3 separate regions of the Sus scrofa genome follow, and regions 1 and 3 are each linked to region 2. The links are chromatin contacts, called in public Hi-C maps. All regions are on one chromosome and are shown on one strand. Each heading gives the region's core, a stretch centred on a gene start, on an enhancer-like site or on the middle of the called end of the contact. The rest is flanking DNA. Distances are from core to core; before and after follow the strand shown. Region 1 overlaps ARHGEF3 (rho guanine nucleotide exchange factor 3). Region 2 holds the start of HESX1 (homeobox expressed in ES cells 1). Region 3 overlaps IL17RD (interleukin-17 receptor D).

Region 1 (4,087 bases), core at 1,020-3,519, 240 kb after region 2:
TTAGCACCTGAGTAATCCATTTGGCTACAAGTCAAGTCTTTTTTCACTTTTCCATGTACTTGGTGAAGCTTTGTCCTGATATTCACACCGTGGCTGCTCATCTCCTGCCCTCAGGTCTGTTCCAGCAGGGGAGGAAGAAAGAGGGAGGGCCAACACTATACAGGGAAGCAAAGGCTTTGGGGAATCCTCAGCAGATTTTTGTCTACATCTTTGGCCAGAACTGAGGTGTGTATCCTCCTTTATCTGCAGGGAGGCCTGGGAGGGTGAGTGTTTAATTGCAACCTAGAACACACTGGGTGCTGCTAGTGAGGCTGAAAGATGCGTCACTGTCCCTTGTGATTCCCTAGAGAAACTTTGGCTGATGCTGATCCCCAAGGAGATCTGGATAAGAATGGTTGCATGTTTATTACCATATTGTTTGTAACAGAAAAAAACGTAAACACCCCAAATATTCATCAGCAGGACAAGCAGGAAGAAATGGATATTTTGTCCATACAGTCAAGTACTGTAGAATAATTATCACCTGCACATATCAACATGAATAAATCTCAAAGACAGGAAGTATCAAATAGAAAAGTATAGAAGTTTAAGAATAACATGCCTTGATTCCGTTTACAAAAAGCTTACATGAAGAAACACTGTTGTTTGTAGTTGCATCGCAAGATGAAAATACAGATAGGAAGTGATCAATGTCATATAGAAGTGAGGAAGGGAGGAAATGGGGAGGGATGTACCGTGAACATCTGTTGTTTCTTGTTATCGGGGGAGGATCCCGGTTTTGTGGGGTCTGCCACATGTATAATTTGGGAGGCTCTTTTTAAGAAAAAAGAGGGTCCTGCCCTGGTTTTACTGTGTGTCTGCCTCTAACTGGCCATTGCAAGTGTGTATGTGATATACTGAGAAATCATTTCTAAAGTTATGTGGGGAGCTCTTTGTAAGTAATGATAAGATTCATCTACACAATAGCTAATGATTTTGGAACACTTTCCATAGGCCATGTGCTAGGCTAAGGATTTGGTGGGATTTTTTTCACTGACTTGTTACAACCAACTTATGATTATGTGCAACTTATGTTCTGCTTATTAGTCTCCGTTTATGGCCAAAGCAGAGGCTCAGAGCGGTTAAGTCATTTGCCCAAGGCCACTCAAAGAGTGTATGGCAGTCTCGGGGTTCAGACTCATGGACAGAACAGGATTTGTCTACTATGGATTAAGATTGCCACACATAGTGATTTCTGTTATTGCTTATGTGAATGTTATGTGCACCTCAATAAAGACTCATTATTTTTTACTAACTGGAGGAAGTGTGACACAACCTGAACATATCTTCCCATCACATGGAGATTCTTTTTGGAATTAGTATGTTCTTTGGCAGTATTTCTCAAAGTAACTTATTTGTTGCATAGGTAAGAATGGTTTGTGATACATTAAATGTCTTTGACTAAAACTTAATTTAAAAAAAAACCTTTCAGGAGTTCCCGTCATGGTTCAGTGGGCAACAAATCCGACTAGGAACCATGAGGTTGCTGGTTCGATCCCTGGCCTCGCTCAGTGGGTTAAGGATCCGGCGTTGCCGTGAGCTGTGGTGTAGGTGGCAGATGTGGCTTGGATCCTGCGTTGCTGTGGCTGTGGTGTAGGCTGGCAGCTATAGCTCTGATTCAACTCCTAGCATGGGAAACCTCCATATGCCGAGGGTGCAGCCCTAAAAAGCAAAATAATAATAATTAAAAAAACCCTTTCAAAATCCTTGTTGTATTTAATCTGTTGTCTGAGCTAATACAAAACTTCAGTCTTAGATAATCAAGAAGTCAGTCCTGATGATTTCATAGTAGTAGAACTCAGTGAGGTTCTCCCCCATGGATGTACATTAAACTTCTTGAGCCCCCAGAACAACACGTTTTAGTGGATACGTGGGTCTGTTTCGTGGTATCTGCAAAGGATAGGACTCTTTGCATGCCCATGGGTATATATACGTGAACATGACTTCCTGTGGATACCGAAATGCCTAATTTCTCAGTTGGAAGAGAGGGTAAAGGCAGGCCAGGTTTGAATTGGCCATTCCTTGAAACAGCTTGAGTTAAAAGCCAAATCATGCAAACTCAAAGGGCTGGCTGCCGGCTTTCTTCTGGAGTGTGGTGAAGATGGCTTAGGAGTGGTCTGTGAGGTCCTTGGGTTGCAGGGTTCAGCCTGGGGGCTTGGCTGTGGAGGCCTCAATGGAGGGAGCCCCTGTGGCTGAGGCCAGGGAGGAGCTCACAGCATCCTCAGAGCTCTGGACACGGTCTTTGCTCTGGGGAACCTGCAGCAACGAAAGCAGGGAAGTGAACCGGGTCAAGCCAGTGTTGCTCTTGGCTTTGGAGAGAGAAAGGAAAAAAGGCAGGGTGACCGGAAGGAGAAGAAGCCAAGCCACCTTCTCAGTCACATGAATATTTGTAAATATTGGACAGTATCTGTTACCAAGTAACAGCCTTGCCAAATGATTGAGTGGAGGGCCTCCTCTTTGATTTCGCTAGCTGTGTGTGTGTGTGTGTGTGTGTGTGTGTGTGTGTGTGCGTGCGCGCGCAGAGAGTATTTGCCTTCTTTTGTGTAGTTCTATGGGTTGAATAGAAGGATGGTTGTTTCTCAATTGTCTGAGTGCAGGCTGACTGTAAAAATTTGGCACTGCAAAGTGAGCAGCAGTTTGTGATGTGATCAATTTGGCATTTGTGTAAATAACTTGAGAACCTTAAACACAAAACTGTACATCATATACTGTAGACTCAGGACATCAGAGGTAGTTAAGTCTTGTCTACCTCGTTTTTGAAATGAGGAAACAGGCCAGAAGAGCCTGCATGTAAGGCTGCTTACACATGTATAAATGTTTGTAAGGAGCCTGCCTTTTTGCAACATGAAGGCTTTACAAGTTCCTGCTGAAGCATCTCCAGGAATTTTAAATTGGAACATGGGGCCTCTGGAGGAGTGAAAATGTAAAACCCTCCAGGTTTTCTGATAATTACAAAGACATGGCAGTGGGGTGGGGGTGCCGGGGGCTGCTGGGATCACTCACCCCACCGGACCCCCATTTCCTGCTGGAGCCTCTCATTTTACTCTCAAGCTGTCCCTCTCTGTGGAGCAGGGCACATGACAATGTGGAAAAAGCCCCCACAAACAGCTCCTCTGAGTTCCTGTGATAACCTGCCCAGGGGAGGCCCTGTGTGGAGTCAGCCCTGTTTATGGAGAGGCTGCCAGACCTCACTCTCCCCTGGTCCTTCTTGCTCAGACAAGCCTGCCACTAAGCTGCCACTGTCGGAGGGCAGTGTTTGTTTTTAGCATTTCTTCCCACTCACCATGAGTTGCTTTTACTTTTGATAGTACCCCCTTTCAAGAAGCCAGTGCTCTCAGGCCGTGGACTGAGCAGAAATGACCAAATGCGGACCCTGCCCTGAAGGAAATCTGCATAGGGTACATGGGTGAATAGGTCAGAAGTCTGAGCTGAGAGTTGGGGAATCAATAGAGTAGTGGATACCCTGGTGGAGGTTGTGGGGGTCAGGGAGGCTGCTTAGAAAGGGTGACACTGGGACTGACTCAGCTGCTCAGAGAGAACCAAGCATCATAGGTCTGGACGGTGTTGTGGGGACGGGTGGTGGTCCTGGAGGCCTGGTGTAGGGTTGCTTGGGTCGGGCACCCGGGAAAGAGGTCTGGGGTAAGTGGGGTGGGGATGGGTGTACTGGTTAGAGGGTCTACTTAGTTGTACTTTTTTTCTTTTATTTTTTAATTAAACTGTAGTTGATTTACATTGTTGTGCCAATTTCTGCTGTATAGCAGAGTGACACAGTCGTGTGTGTGTGTGTGTGTGTGTGTGTGTGTGTGTGTGTGTGTATTTTTCTCTTATTTATCTTCCATCATGGTCTGTCCCAAGAGACTGGCCATTCTAAATGTAGTAGTTTGCGTCTACTAACCCAAAGTCCCTGTCTATCCCACTCCCTCCCCTCTCACCCTTGGCCACCACAAGTCTGTTCTCGATGTCTGTGGGTCTTTTTGTAGATAGGTTCATTTGTGTCATATTTTAGATTCCACATAGAAGCAATGCATATGGTATTTGTCTTTCTCTT
Region 2 (4,225 bases), core at 229-2,728:
AGAAGTGGGTTTCTCTCTGTCAACATAGGCGGATAAGAGTACATTACCAGCAGTCAACTGGTCTGTGAAGATAACTTTCGCTGTGAAAAAAACAAATCAATTCCACAATCAGAACCCAACTTCAACTTGGCAATCAAAACTAGCACAATATCCATGGCAGACGTATCATACAGGAAAAGGGGGATCTAGTCCCTTCCTCCCCTTCTTTTCGAGTCCTATTAAACTGTCAAAGACTCGAGAAATATGTGCAACTGCAGTTCTAAGGGAACAACATTTCAGAAAATTTTCTTCATTCTAAGTGGTAGCCAAACAGCAACATCATCTTAAACCCCTACTGTGTAAGAGACAGGCCTAGCGATAAGTTTCTCAATGCAAGTTACAGGCCCCACCAACATAACATGTTTTTACTATAGCTGATTTCATTCTTCAGTACCGAAAACATTAAGTAATGGTTATGTTTTCCTAGATTATTTTAAACTACAGCAACCGCACTAGCATCATCCCCAAAGCACAAAACACAGGGCTTTTATTTTGATGAGTTGATTAGGGCCAAGTCTGCAACGAGGGCGCAGCAGTGGTGGAGCCTCAAAGGCGCCGTCCATCACTCGGCGTGCACAGCCCGAGTGACAGCGGCTACACTCACCGCCAAGACACGGCCACGGGAGGCTCTGGGACCCGTGACCGGCTTTGCCCTCTCCACACCGGCAAATCAAGAGTCTTTCAGCATCTCCCCAAGAAAAACTATCCATTTCCTCCCCTAGCTTGGTCAGAAACCATGAAGTCTACAGGGTCTTTTCTGCATTTTCTCCGAGGAGGTTTTCGGGGGAAAATACCAGTATTGAGATTTATCACCTCACAAGACGGCGACAAAAAAGCACCTTCTGTCAAATACAAGGGAGCCCCGAGGGCGTACGTGACCGCCGGGCCCACGAGCCAAGGCGACGGCGGCTCAGTCGCTGCCCGCGGACGTCCCAGACCCCGCGCGCGGCTCTCGGCTTAGGGGCGCAGGCCGAGACGGGCCTCGGGAGGACGGCTCTGGCTCGGCGGCTCCGGGCGCGGCCCGCGACCAGCGGGAACACTGGGGGACGGCGCCCACCTGGACCAGGGCGGGCACCTGCGGCCGCGTAGACGCCAGGCCTGGGGTCGGCCGGCCCCGCTCCTTCCCTCGCCGCCCGCCGCTGCCCGCGCCTTACCTGCGGGCTGTCCTCCAGCGTCTCTTCGATGGGCAGCTTGTCGATCCCCGGCATCGTGGCGGAGGGAGGGAGGGAGGGAGGGCGGCGGCAGGAGACGCGGCGACCGCCCACAGCTCCCTACGCCCGCCTGCCTTCAGCAGCTGACCCCGACCCGCCCTCTCTAGCTGGCTCTGCCGCCCTCGCCTGGCGCCCAGAGGCCTCGCGGCGGTGAGGGAAATCCCGCCCCCTTGGACTGCCTGCCCCACCTCCCCACTCGCTTATTGGTTCGCGGCGATGTCGGTCAGCGTGGGGGGTTGGAGGGAGGCTCCCCCGCGTTGAGCTCTGCGCAGATCACGGGCCTAGGAGACAGTGGAGTCGGTGGAGGCGGTAAAGGCGGCGCTGAGGGGTCGAAAGCGGAGCAGCTTGCACACCTCGAGCACCTACCCTGGCTGCTCGCGTAGGGGTGTGAAGTGTAGTAGACAGTCTTCCCCGTGCGTCCCTAGGAACCTAGAGTGAGGACCACAGTCGGGAACCTAGGGCAGTTTTACGTATCCCCCACCATTTTTCATCAGAGACCATGAAGGAGGCCTCACTGCCGGCGCCTTCTTTAGTTTCCTTAAATTATAATTTTACAAACCCTGCCCCAAGCTTCCAGTCTCCCTTCTCCAACAAAATGGTGCTGGCTAACTCAGATGTCTGGGAGATCTGAAGTTGTGTCAACCTGACTTCCCGGTAATTCTTGGACAGTAGAAAAGATTTTTTTTCTGGGCACTTGGGTATCAGTATTTTCAGTTAAGAGCACGCCTTTGTTGCTAGTTCATCGGTTCTTACCTGGCCTTGAGAGGCTGACACGCCGCAATTCAGACTTTATTTATTTACTTTTTTAATCACAAATGAAGGCATCTCTTGAAAATCAAGGTACACTGGTTTATTATGTTAATAACTGATTCGCATTTCTGTTAAAGTTTTGGAAGAATCTTTAGATCGCTTCTTCAGCCTCTAATTTTTTTAAAGGAGAGAAAAGTGAAGCTCCACTCTAGAACTTGATCTGTATTAGATCTGCCTCTTTATCATTTTTCCCAACCTCACACTGCCTTGTTTGTTCTTCTGTAGGGTTATAAGAAGCCATACAGATTCTTTTAGAAAAATCATTATACAGAGAGAATGGCAAAATCATTAGTGTCTTGTAAATATCTAGCCATTCATCCCACCAATCCATTCCATTTTCATTCAAGAAATATAAAAACTATTGAATAAAGATTAGTTACCTGGTTCCACAAATAAATTAGAACAAATCCAGATAAACGAACAAATCCAAACACAGTAACCAGATTGGAAGTTAAGCAGTTTTAAACTAAAATGTCCCACAATCTCATGATAGAAAAATAAAATCGGGTTTTAAATATTTACCAGGAAGTCTTGCAGTATGGTTTCACAGAGTTATCCTTAGTGTTACAAGCTTTCAATAAGGACTCTCCTTTTACATTTTTTTATCCACTAGTCACCCTCTAGAATAGATGATTAGTTTCTGAAAAGTGGTTTGCTGTCAGTTCTTACACGGTGTTATTGGTTCCCAGCTGCTTGGATATACCCAGCATCGTACCGATCTCAGCAACACAACTCTGCCCTTTGACATTTCTCCTCAGCACAGTGGCATGCATCCTGACTGTAAAGAAGGAAGACTTTGAAGGTAAGAAACATTCTTGGGTGAACTGTGATTAGATTATAAAAGAAGGAGAAGAAAGCTAGTTGCCGTTGATAAGAATCAGGAATAAGTGACAAGTGAAAACAAAGTGTAAGAAAGAAGAGTAGTTATATGGTATAACTGAAGGGGTTTGGCCAGTTAGCTTGGCCAAACCAAATAATTCCAATGAAAAAATTCTCTTAGGTATCTGAATTATCTGGGTGGGGTATTATCACAAAGTTAAATGGTTTCTTGCTTTGTATGTTCCATGCATCTAAGCTGTATCTTTGTAAAGGCTTCTCAGGAGGCCCTTAAATTATCTGGTGGCAAGGAATTCTTGCCAGGCTCAGCTGGTTAAAAAACACAACAAACAAAAACAAATTGACATACAGTTGGTTGGAGAGGCAGTTTAGTCAAATTATAAAGCTAGAAAGGATCTTAAAAGGCTTTCTGTTTGGATCCTCTAGCTTTATGCTACTGTTCACTCTGCTCATCCGGAAAGATGATTATATTTCCTGTTGTAAAACTTCCCTAAAGCTATGGAATTACAGTCTCCTTTGATAACCAATTTAATTTTAATCAGCCTAAGTTCTGTACAATTGACCAAACTCAGTTCCTTTTACACAGGAAATGAGGCTTGTTCAGAGAATGCCTCCAGGCTTACTGGAGACTCATGTGTGGGTAGCATAGTAAAAACTTTGGCCAGCTGGTTAATTTTATGGATGGCAAGGCAGGATTAAACAACATTCACCAAAGAATTCTTTGAGACATTTCACACATATAATTTACAACAAAAGGACATACAGTCTTGTAAATGGTTAATTATTAGTCTCATAAAATTATATTTGATCTTCTTATAGTTAGGTTTTTACATGATACTTCTTGAAATTCTGATCTGCGGTCTATAATAGAAAAGACTCCAACAACCTAAATGACAGTGGTGCTTTACTTTTCAAAATTATCCCCCTAGGTTAGTGGTTACCAGATTTATGTACACGTAAAAGTCATCTAGGGGAGGTTGTTAGAATACAGATTACTGAGCTTAACTGGAAGATTCTGATGCAGTAGGTCAGAGGTAGGGCTAGGAATCCCAAAGATGAGTCCATAGCAGGTCATCCTCAAACCACATGTTGACAGACACTCTCCAGAATGGAAAATAGCCATTTCCCATTCCCAAATAACCTTGCATTTTAGAAAATTTAAAGAGTCGAGTGAACATTTGGGAAGGAGTCTTTGGTTCCAACAGAGGAAGGTGAGAGGGGCGTCATTTCCAGAATCACCTAGAGAGCTTGGGAATCCTCCTACTTTTGAACTGAAAGACTCCAACAGTCCAAAATTCAGGGGGGAGGAAGATTCCTTTTATTTATTT
Region 3 (4,156 bases), core at 1,110-3,609, 130 kb after region 2:
TGGTTATGGGTTAAGAGCACTCTGGGTTTGAATCCCAGCTCTGTCATTTAATCCCTGTGTGACCCTGGGCAAGTCATTACGCATGTATACACCTTGGTTTCCTCATCTATAAAACGGAAAAAATAATACCTTCCTCTTATGGTGGTTGGGAGAATTTAATGAGTTCAATAATGAGGAGTGAATAAGTTCCTTAATGAGAAACTGCCCTGTAAAATTGCTAAACATTATATAACTACAAGATGTTAATGATATTGTAGTAAAGGTGTTACTAAGATAGAAGATTTACATTTACTGCCACTCCTTATGCTGCCAGGCTTTGTAGAGTGGCTTTCCAAGCAGGTCTCTTTTCAAGATAAAAACTAGGATCACTCACTTCCACCCCAGCTGATGAATTTTTATGTAATTGTGAGATGTGGAGTTTTATAATCGTATTAATCACCTGACTTTTGTTAAACAGTTCTGGGGACATCGCATGAATTAAATTATAGTATAAATATAATGAGGATCTGTTTAAAAATCTTTTTAGGAGGTTGGGGGGATCTCAGAAGACAAGTTCCTGTGAGACTTACTACATAGTTGCTGGTCAGAAACCTTGGATCTTGTCAGCACATCCAAATCTCGGGCTGTGGGTCAGCCAGCGCGCACCCTTGCAAGGGAGTTTTGTACTTGAAATGCAACATGGCAGGGTCAGTCCTTGCATACTCTTGTCCTCTGACCCTCTAAATCACGAAGCTCTAATTGTAGCTCTTTTGCCCTTCCCACCATAACATATGTGCTCTTCATCAAATAATTACAAGGATTGGAGACCCTATTCCGGAGAGAAAAAGATTTCCCTGGCCTTTGCCATTGATAATTTTCCCACCTGGTTAATTGCATCCTGTGTAATTACTCTCACCCTGGGAGGGGAAGGGTTGAAAACGTCTCCTTGTCTAGTATTCCGAAAGAATGCGAAATCGATATCTCGCCAATTGAGGCCGGCTTCAGGGAGCTCCAGCTGCAGTTGGACCACTTTAGTCTCCATGGGATACGAAGCCCCAGGCCTGGCTCTCGTGGCCAGCAGCACTTAATCCTTTTGAAAGCATATAGCTGGACGTGCAGCAGGGGAAGCTCAGGTGGTGGGAGGCAGGGCCAGTGCCTTTCAGCGGCGCTGTGGGCGTCTTGGGGCCTCTGAGACCGTATGACGAGCACACACTGGGCAGCTCTTGGGTGTCTGCCTTTCAGGCGTGATTAGAGCCAGAACCGCTTTGTAAATCCCATAGGCATTCTCCTGAACTATTGAATCTCAAGTCTAGGAGCCCCTTGGGTGCAGACATATATTTAGTTGGGAATTTTCTACGAAACATGCCAGCAAATATAGGACTGAAATGTGGAGTAGAAACATGGTTTGGGGGGAACCCCTAGACAGCACGGGGAATGATTGTTAGCTGAATACACGTTGTTTAATGACCTAGAATTTATATATTCCACTGCAGACTTTTATGATCGACTGTGACTTGAGTCTAAATATCTGAACCCTAATGTCATAGAGGCAAGGGGCGTTTGTGAAATGGCTGGCTGGATTAGAGGTTAATGAAATAGTAATGGTGGGACAGAGAAAATCACCTGGCCTTTTACAGAGGAATGCAGGGTATGCGTTATTCCTTTCTGTAAACTCAGATATTCTGGCTGGAGTAAGAATTCCTTTAACTCTGTTGTGTAGGTGGAGAGGACAGTAATCTTGAAGGAAGGAAAGTGCATTCTAAGTAATTAGGTTCACTTTTAATAAAAGCATTCTGCTCTGCTTAGGCATCGAATTCCTAAAAGGATTTCGGGTAATACTGGAGGAGCTGAAGTCAGAAGGAAGACAGTGCCAACAACTGATTCTGAAGGACCCGAAGCAGCTCAACAGTAGCTTCAAAAGAGCTGTAAGTCACACACGGGGGAATGTGCTCCTGAAGACACCCCATTGTTCTGGGGGCTGAATGGTCTATTGAAAGCCCATGAAACTGGAGGAGGAGGGGCTGTGGGGTCCACCCCCCTGCCAAGGTGGGCAAGCCTGCTCCCTGTTCCCAGAAACCCTCCAGCACCTCTCAGTGGTAAACAGACATGCCTCTCAGGTTACACGCTGGAGCAGCCCTCCTGGAAGGTGGCTTTTGTGCCCCCGGGTGTGGATATGGGCTCCTCCCCACCAACTTTCAGCCCCGGCTTCATTGCCAAAGAACAGAATTGCCCACCTTCCTTTTCAGTTGAGGGTCCAAACCCAAACTTGACCCAGAAAAGAGATCTCCCTTCCTTCACCGAGGGGATACATCCCCCAGCTCTGGAACTGTGTTGTGTCTGGGTGCCCCCCCCCGGGGAAGACCGGAGCTTTCGTGTGTAGGTGGAGGGCTGGGTGATTTCTCCGTGATGTCACATGTGTTTTTGTTCCCTTTTAGGGAATGGAATCTCAGCCTTTCCTGAATATGAAATTTGAAACAGATTACTTTGTCAAGATTGTCCCTTTTCCTTCCATTAAAAACGAAAGCAATTATCACCCTTTCTTCTTTAGAACCCGCAGTGAGTATGGTCTTGGCTGTTTCCCATGGGGAGATATTTCTCTTGCTTTTAATGACTTTTTGACAGAGATATGTTCAAGAGTTCATGAAATACTAGTGTGAAACTAGCAAGGTAAAGAGAAAAGCATCCAGAATAGCAAATTTTAGAATTAAAGTTTGGCCCATGTAGCATTCATCTAAACAGAGTCACCCATTTCTGGCTTGTTCTAGAGTAGACATGATGGAGTTCCCATCATGGCTCAGTGGTTAACGAATCTGACTGGGAACCATGAGGTTGTGGGTTCCATCCCTGGCCTTGCTCAGTGGGTTAAGGATCCGGCCTTGCCGTGAGCTGTGGTATAGGTCAAAGACGCGGCTCGGATCTGGCATTGCTGTGGCTCTGGCATAGGCCGTCAGCTACAGCTCCGATTAGACCCCTAGCCTGGGAACCTCCATATGCTGTGGGAGCAGCCCCGGAAAAAGGCAATAAGACCAAAAAAAAAAAAAAAAAAAAAAAAAGTAAATAAAAATGGAGTAGACATGATGGTTGATTTTTTTTTTTTTTGAAGGTACTGTAAGACAGCCATGTATTAAAAATCATTTGATTAAAAAAACAGGAGTAAAAAGTTTAAGTTGGTTTTGAAGTGAAGGGTAGAGCATGAAATGATTCCATTGTGTACCTGTCATCAGGAGGGTGGCCGCTGTCTTTTTTAGGATTTGATTAGGAAAATGAAGCAGTATCCCTGAGGTTACTTCGTTCTAGGAAGTTTATTTACTCATTTACCATCTATGTGCTAGGCTCTGTTCTAAATATTTTCCAAACATTCACGCAGCTTACCTCCATAACAACCCTACAAAAAATTTCATCTTAACTATCCCCACTTACCAGATGTGGAGTCACACACAGAGAGGTTAAAGGGCTGCAGGAAGCTGGGATTTGAACCCAGAAGAGCCTGACTATAGAGTCCACACTCCACTCTCAAACAAACTTGCTGGGTGCCTTTCTCTGTGTGGCTCTTTTCTTTTCCATCTGTTCTGCACACAGTGTGGTGTGTCTTTCGTCCCCTGAATTGCTGCTTTCAAATTTGGTGCCCATGGGGCAAAGACCATGTGCACTTAATAGCATCTCCTGATGCTTTACACATCACAACGAGATAGAGAATTGAAAGATTCAAAGAATGTGTTTATGGAAAGCTTGCCTACATCAAAACTAGCTTTAAGATTAATTTTCCTGGAGTTCCCATTGTGGGGCAATGGAATTGGCGGCATCTCTGCAGCACCTGCATGCAAGTTCGAACCCTGGCCAGGCACAGTAGGTTAAAGGATCCAGTGTTGCAACTGTGGCTTGGCTCTGATCCCTGGCCCAGGAACTCCCTATGGCTCAGGGTGGCCAAAACAGAAAAAAAGAAAAAAAAAAAAAAAGATTAATTTTCCTGATCAGAATCAGTGTCTATCTGGGCATGAGGCAGGGGCAGAAGAAGCATTTATCACCATTTCAGTGCACTGTGACCTTGATGCTGCCTTTGATTTTCTTGGTATGGTAAGGACCTTTTCCAGAGGGTTCTCCCTGGGTTAACAACATGACATGTAAGACTAGCTGTTAGTTGCCCCTTTACTGTATTTATATCACATTTAAATCCTGT

What was found. A called contact is a pair of places that touch in the nucleus more often than the background predicts.
Region 1: a Hi-C map of fetal skeletal muscle shows a contact between it and region 2, with 4 times the contacts expected there. The contact joins the enhancer-like site here to the promoter of HESX1 in region 2. A contact is called at or near these places in 3 of 5 promoter capture datasets (fetal liver, fetal skeletal muscle and liver), 15 of 47 Hi-C or Micro-C datasets (alveolar macrophages, brain, embryonic fibroblasts and 10 more) and 1 of 2 datasets of contacts at active chromatin or transcription factors (skeletal muscle).
Region 3: a Hi-C map of omental adipose tissue shows a contact between it and region 2, with 2.7 times the contacts expected there. The contact joins the enhancer-like site here to the promoter of HESX1 in region 2. A contact is called at or near these places in 1 of 5 promoter capture datasets (fetal skeletal muscle), 8 of 47 Hi-C or Micro-C datasets (embryonic fibroblasts, epiblast stem cells, fetal skeletal muscle and 4 more) and 1 of 2 datasets of contacts at active chromatin or transcription factors (skeletal muscle).

What each region holds. Positions count from the first base shown.
Region 1 is chr13:38,843,898-38,847,984 of Sscrofa11.1, reverse strand. All of the region lies in intron 2 of ARHGEF3 (rho guanine nucleotide exchange factor 3), which reads left to right. Among named protein-coding and RNA genes, the nearest start is that of ARHGEF3, 80 kb to the left of the region's middle. Within about 2 kb of position 2,269, at least 16 of the 83 cell types and tissues checked have an H3K27ac peak or open chromatin away from gene starts, as enhancers often do. A contact at or near this core is called in fetal skeletal muscle, mesenteric adipose tissue, retroperitoneal adipose tissue and 1 more, where this site is marked.
Region 2 is chr13:39,086,179-39,090,403 of Sscrofa11.1, reverse strand. It overlaps HESX1 (homeobox expressed in ES cells 1), which reads left to right and starts at 1,478. Exons shown (of 6, transcript XM_021069007.1): 1 at 1,478-1,559; 2 at 2,750-2,862. APPL1 (adaptor protein, phosphotyrosine interaction, PH domain and leucine zipper containing 1) reads right to left here and starts at 1,247. Exons shown (of 22, transcript NM_001134966.1): 1 at 1,194-1,247. The coding sequence starts at 1,247.
Region 3 is chr13:38,952,569-38,956,724 of Sscrofa11.1, reverse strand. It overlaps IL17RD (interleukin-17 receptor D), which reads left to right. Exons shown (of 13, transcript XM_021068996.1): 4 at 1,786-1,904; 5 at 2,415-2,535. Among named protein-coding and RNA genes, the nearest start is that of ARHGEF3, 29 kb to the right of the region's middle. Within about 2 kb of position 2,359, at least 9 of the 83 cell types and tissues checked have an H3K27ac peak or open chromatin away from gene starts, as enhancers often do. A contact at or near this core is called in omental adipose tissue, where this site is marked.